Linked DNA regions of Callithrix jacchus: region 1 is linked to region 2. The links are chromatin contacts, called in public Hi-C maps. All regions are on one chromosome and are shown on one strand. Each heading gives the region's core, a stretch centred on a gene start, on an enhancer-like site or on the middle of the called end of the contact. The rest is flanking DNA. Distances are from core to core; before and after follow the strand shown.

Region 1 (2,934 bases), core at 249-2,748, 66 kb before region 2:
GGCTTGTGGGTGGGGCCTTTGCCAGAGAACCACTGTCTTCTACCCGGTATTTCCCTGCCTCCTGTCCTTATCACAATTACCTAATGTCCTTAGGGCCTGGCACACAATAAGCACTAGGTAAAAGATGGCTACTGTTATTATTAATAACCACTGCTTGGAGCTTTGCTTCAGGTCTGATGAAAGCCACAGACTTGCTCTCCAGAAAAACACACACAAATATACACACCCCTAATGGTGCAGGTGCTTTCAGAGGGATTACAGATAGTTGTAGATCCCAATTCAGACCTGCTGATTGACTGGAGGGTCTCCCTCTAGTATGCGGTACCAGCTGGATAATTTGTGGGGCTAAGTGACAACTGAAAATGCATGGACCATGTTCAAAAATTACTAAGAATTTCAAGGCCAGGCATAGGGGCTCACACCTGTAATCCCAGCACTTTGGGAGGCCGAGGTGGGCAGATCACCTGAGATCGGGAGTTTGACACCAGCCTTACCAACATAGAGAAACCCCGTCTCTACTAAAAATACAAAATTAGCAGGGCGTGGTGGCACATGCCTGTAATCCTAGTTACTTGAGGAGCTGAGTCAGGAGAATCGCTTGAACTTGGCAGGCGGAGGTTGCAGTGAGCCAAGATCACACCATTGCACTCCAGTCTGGGCAACAAGAGCGAAACTCTGTCTCAAAAATAAAAAAAATTACTAAGAATTTCAATACAAGAGCAGAGCATCAAATCACGTGCAGGGCTCTTCTAAGTGAGGGGGCACTGTGTGACTGTCACATGAAATTTACCCACTAAGACCTTAGAGCTCCAGGTCAGACAGTTTTACCTTCCTTTAAGCAAACTCAATACCTAGAGACTAAAATTACAAAAAAAAAAAAAAAAAAAAAAAGCTGATCTCTCACAAAATGTTTTTTTACAAGCCAACTTTCAGTGAATGAACATTTACTTAGCAACTTTTTGTGCAAGATGGTAGGGATCAAACTTAAACAAGTTATCCTGTGCAGGAAAGCTTCTGCGGCCCCTGGAAAAGACCTGAGAGTTCTGTACAGTTGTGATAATGGGGATAAGCAAGGGTTGCTGTGGGAAGCAGAGTGCACACCTCTGGAGGGAAGGAGGAGAGACACTGCCTCCAGGACCTGCCCCTGGGGTCGAGCTGAGAGGGGTGAAAGTTTCCAGGCAGAGGGAGGTAAGATAGGATGATGCTTTCTCGGGGACCTGCACTGTCTATGCACCTGCTGTGTAACACTCGAAAATCCCATGACGCCGCGCTTCAGAAACGCTGGCATAGAGCAGGTAGTGCTGCACCTTACCTGAGAAACGCAGGTGCCAGCCCCCTTGGGCAACTCAGGGAAATCAAGCCAGGCCCTTTTATTGCCTGAGGGCATTGAGGTGTCACAAAAAAAGAGAATGAAAGAACTACCTTTGGGCCTGATAGTCTGCCTCTAAGGCAGGAGATTAGTAATTCCAAGGCTGTCTGGGTGGGGAGCTAGGGGGAGACGGGAGCTGGGATCCCAGGGATGGGAGGAAATTCATTCATTCTGAGCCATTCAGAACCACAGGACCCTGCCCATGCCCAGGCAGTAGGTTTAGGATTCTCCACATGGCCTCTGGCCTCATTTTCAGGAACCTATTGGCTTAATGGAAGGTATTATGAGAACCATGTGACTTTTCAGACCTGGGAGGAACCATAGGCACTGAAAGGTTGAAGGTGTGGTCAAGAAGCTAAGACTACAAGACAGTGGGTAAGGTGAGGAATTTCACATCAGAAACATGCCATGGAGCCTCAGTGACAGACCTGAACCCTAAAGTCGGAGTCTCCTGGATTTATTTTTATTTTATTTTATTTATTTATTTTTTTGAGACGGAGTTTCGCTCTTGTTACCCAGGCTGGAGTGTAATGGCGCGATCTCAGCTCACCGCAACCTTCGCCTCCTGGGTTCAGGCAATTCTCCTGCCTCAGCCTCCTGAGTAGCTGGGATTACAGGCACGCGCCACCATGCCCAGCTAATTTTTGTATTTTTAGTAGAGACAGGGTTTCACCATGTTGACCAGGACGGTCTCGATCTCTTGACCTCGTGATCCACCCGCCTCGGCCTCCCAAAGTGCTGGGATTGCAGGTGTGAGCCACGGTGCCCAGCCGGAGTCTCCTGGATTTAAACCCTGTGTGTCCTCTACTTATCAGTTTTAAATAAAACATTATAGGAGGCCATTGTTTCGGAATAAGCTCCTACACTAGTCCCCAACAGACCAGCTAAAAATAAAAATGGAGTCAGCCATGTTAAAGTTCCAGATCACCAAACCTAAACTGTTTTCTGATCTAGCAAGAAATAGGAGAGACAGACAACAACCAGTTTCCCAAAGAGGCCAGTTTCAATCTTCAATCAGTATGATAGGTAAGTTCCTCTGCTTTAATCCTTAAATAAAAAAGATAGCCTGAAGTAACCCAATGTTACTAAACAGTTACATTTCTATTGTTCTGTCTAAAAGTGACTAACACTATTCCTTGCTTCTGCTTTCTTCAGCCCTTCTCTGTGTGTAAAGCTCAGCTCTTTGGGACTTACTCAGTTTTATGGAATGAAGTGTTGCCTGATTCTAGAATTGCAGATAAAGTCAATTGAAATCTTTAAACTAAGTTTGTTATACCTTTATCTTTTGACAACAGCTTGCAACATTAGACCTCAATTTCTTCATCTATAAAATGAAGATAATAATAAATGTATTTAATAGGGTTGTTATAAGGATTAAACAAGTTAACATATGTGAAACATTAAGAATAACATCTGTGAGCTGGGTGCAGTGGCTCATGCCTGTAATCCCAGCACTTGGGGAGGCTGAGGCAGGTGGATCAGGAGGTTAGGAGAGGAAGACCATCATGGCTAACACGGTGAAACCTTGTCTCTACTAAAACACAAAAAATGAGCCGAGCGTGGTA
Region 2 (3,320 bases), core at 808-3,307:
ACCCACAGCAACTTCCGGTCCTGCCAGCTCCATTCATGGTAAGTGCCCTATATAGGTGGACCATTTTAAGTGTTTGATGTGTATTTTTACTGTACCTTTTCTATGTTTAGATACACAAATACCATTGTGTTCCAACTATATAGGCAGTTGTAACACAGTGGTATTTGCGTATTTAGGACAGTAACATGTTGAACAGGTTTGTAGACTAGAAGCAATAGGTTCTACCATATAGCCTAGGTGTATACCATGTATTTGTGTAAGTACACTCTTTGTTGTTCACACAAAAGCCCTAACAACACATTCTTCAGAATGTATCTTTTGTAAAGTGACACATCTATATATCACTTGTTGGTCAAACACCTGAATCAATGACACTCATTAGGGCTAGAAACTGAGTGGAAACAGGATGGGTTTCATTACCCTGGATAAGAGCAATGACATCCCAAGGAAGGGGAGAGGGTGGTCTTTAAGAAAGAAATTGTCAGTGTTATTAGTACATTAATAAATGCTTTTCTGAGTACAAAGCCAGAAAGGCAGACAGTAGGGTAATGAAACAGTGGAAGATATAAACACAACAAAGGAACACTTTGTTGTTCTCTAACTCCAGTAGAAAAACAAGTCTAATTAAATTCGGGAAATACAATTGCTTTAATAATGCCAGAATTCTGACTCTGCCCATCAACCTCCAGAGGTAGGAGTGATGACCCCATATAACTGGTGTTACCAAGGAGGAGGAATTTGATACTTAAAAACGATAAAAATTCATCTACCATTTTTCCCTTTTTTAAAAAAAATATGTAATTTATTTTAGACTAATAAATCAAGTGTATTCAGGGAGCAAAAGGGGTTCAGGTCACAAAATATTAAGGAAGTAATAGAAATCTTTTTCTTTTAATAAAGACAATAGAAGTATCCACTCAACAGGTATTTACTGGGTGCCTCCGGTGCATACAAGGTACTGTGAAAACCAGGCACTATGAAGCCACCAGTTAGGTCCAAGGAATGAAGCAACAGATCGATGTTTCTGACAAACTGACTTCAGTTGAAGTTGTACTTCTCATGATCTTGAGCTGAGAAAAAATGACTAAAAAGGAAAAGAGGAACCAGAAAGAGGGTGTTTCAAGGCTCCTTTGAAGATAACCCTCTATTTTACACTACAGTTAAAAAGTTTAATTCCAAAATAGACAGAGCTCTCTAATCAACAAAGAAGTCTGGGGAAAAAAAATCTTTTTTAGCCAATCATTCTAAGCACTTCTTATACTCACATACAAGAGCCGGAGCGCCCTCCAAAAGGTATGACGCAGGGGTTTCTCAACAATACCTCCTGCTCTTTGGTAATTAATCTCGCTTTAGATCAGGCCCCAACTACCTCCTGGCGCCCACTAGATGCAAGGCCTGGGCTCAATGTTGTGGAACAAGCTTGTTCTGTAGGCAACGGCGACAGCATGGGAGGCAAAGAGGACAATCTGTTTTACTTATTTGATCCTTTTCTTAAGTTCAGGCAACAGAGGCCTCCTGTGGGTGAAAGGCAGGGCTAAAGGGAGACAGTCGACTTGGGACAAACCCCAGTTTCTCCCAGATTCGGCCTGCTCATTTCTGACTGCACCTCCCCACCCAGGACAATGATAAGAAAAAAAACTCCCCTGAAAGTCGTTTCCAACTAGGGTCCGCCAAAGGTCACCCTCCTGAGTGTCCTCCACTCGCTCAGGTCGGAGGACTCTGAAGCTGCTGCGAAAAGGAACACAAGGAGCTCCGCCGCGTCGGGGGCCTGACTCTGGAGTGCAGGCGGTGCCCCTGCCAGGTTCTCAGACCCGTCTGGGGGTCGTGTCCTTCCCCGCCAGCCCTCTCCTCACCGCGCGTCCCTCCCAACGCGGACCTCGCGCACTTACCCCCGGTTAGGACCTTTAGGGATGAACCAAGGCACCAAGAAGCCGACGAAGCCCCAGAACACGCTCATCACAATGAGAGGCACCGTGAGGCCGTGATACGCCATGGTCGCCGCCTGAGCGCCAGCCCCTACCCCGCAGCCTCACTCGGTCTCACCCGGAAGTGTCAACAGCGGACCGCGTGACCAGCGTGCGGAAGCCCCGCCTCCCGAGCACCCTCGTGACCCGCGCGCCAGCCTCCATCCCTCCGGGAGCCCAGGCAGAGCCCCGCCCTCGCCTGGCTGACTCCCCGCCGCAGCTCCTTAGAGGCACGTCTCTCACCCCAGAGCTAGGGGTTCGGTCACGAGGGGCTTAGCAAAGTGTTCTGATGAGAACTTGGCCCTTTTAGACAGTCTCATCTACTTGTGCAACAGACATAAAGAGAACTTAACAATAGTAACTTACTATTCTAAATGCCCTGTGCCTGGCACTGGGCCATGATGTTTAAGTGCATGAGCCCACGGCCGGGTGCGGTGGCTCACGCCTGTAATCCCAGCACTTTAGGAGGCTGAGGCGGGTGGATCACTTGAGGTCAGGAGATCAAGACCAGCCTGGCCAAAATGGCAAAACCCTGTCTCTACTAAAGATGCAAAAATTAGCTGGGTGTGGTTGTGCCCGCCTGTGGTCGCAGCTACTCAGGAGGCTGAGGCAGGAGAATCGCTTGAATCCGGGAGGCGGAGGTTGCAGTGAGCCAAGATTGCACCACTGCACTCCAGCCTGGGCAACAAAGCAAGACTCTGTCTCAAAAAAAAAAAAAAAGTGCATGAGCTGGTGTTGAACTCCTCACTTCAGCCTATGAAGTAATTATAATTATTATCCCCACTTTGCAGTTGAAGAAACTGAGGCCCAGGGAGGAGGCTAAGGATATTGCCAAAAGTCACATTGAATCCTGGCAGTGCCAGGATTCAACCTCTGATGATCTGATTTTCAAGGCCAGAGCTCTTAACTACTGCACCACTGTATATCTTGTGTACTGTGCCAGGTTCTAGAATTACAGAAGTCAGTCAGGCACCCCTGAGGGAGTTCACATTCTAGGGAACTGATGACTTGCAAACAGGCCACTCAATGCAGTGTGAAAGTAAGTGGATGACCAGACAAGGCTTTCCACCCAACTAGTCCTCAGCTGAGCCTTGAAAGACAAGTAGAAATTAGCCAGAATAGTAAAAAAAAAAAACAGGAAAGGCATGGTGGCTCACCTGTAATCCCAGCACTTTGGGAGGCTGATGGGGTCAGTAGTTGGAGACTAGCCTAGGCAACATGGTGAAATACCATCTCTATTAAAAATTCAAAAATTGGGCTGGGCGCGGTGGCTCACGCCTGTAATCCCAGCACATTGGGAGGCCGAGGCGGGCGGATCACGAGGTCAAGAGATTGAGACCATCCTGGCCATCATGG

Evidence for each region. A called contact is a pair of places that touch in the nucleus more often than the background predicts.
Region 1: a Hi-C map of skeletal muscle shows a contact between it and region 2, with 2.3 times the contacts expected there. The contact joins the enhancer-like site here to the promoter of ATP6V0E1 in region 2.

Annotation. Positions count from the first base shown.
Region 1 is chr2:65,399,500-65,402,433 of calJac240_pri, reverse strand. It overlaps LOC118151336 (a long non-coding RNA gene), which reads left to right. Exons shown (of 3, transcript XR_004739502.3): 2 at 2,324-2,395. Among named protein-coding and RNA genes, the nearest start is that of CREBRF, 11 kb to the left of the region's middle. Within about 2 kb of position 1,498, at least 1 of the 16 cell types and tissues checked has an H3K27ac peak or open chromatin away from gene starts, as enhancers often do. A contact at or near this core is called in skeletal muscle, where this site is marked.
Region 2 is chr2:65,333,872-65,337,191 of calJac240_pri, reverse strand. It overlaps ATP6V0E1 (ATPase H+ transporting V0 subunit e1), which reads right to left and starts at 2,057. Exons shown (of 4, transcript XM_003732295.5): 1 at 1,890-2,057. The coding sequence starts at 1,993. It overlaps LOC128931013 (a long non-coding RNA gene), which reads right to left and starts at 1,881. Exons shown (of 2, transcript XR_008479261.2): 1 at 1,266-1,881; 2 at 1-1,084.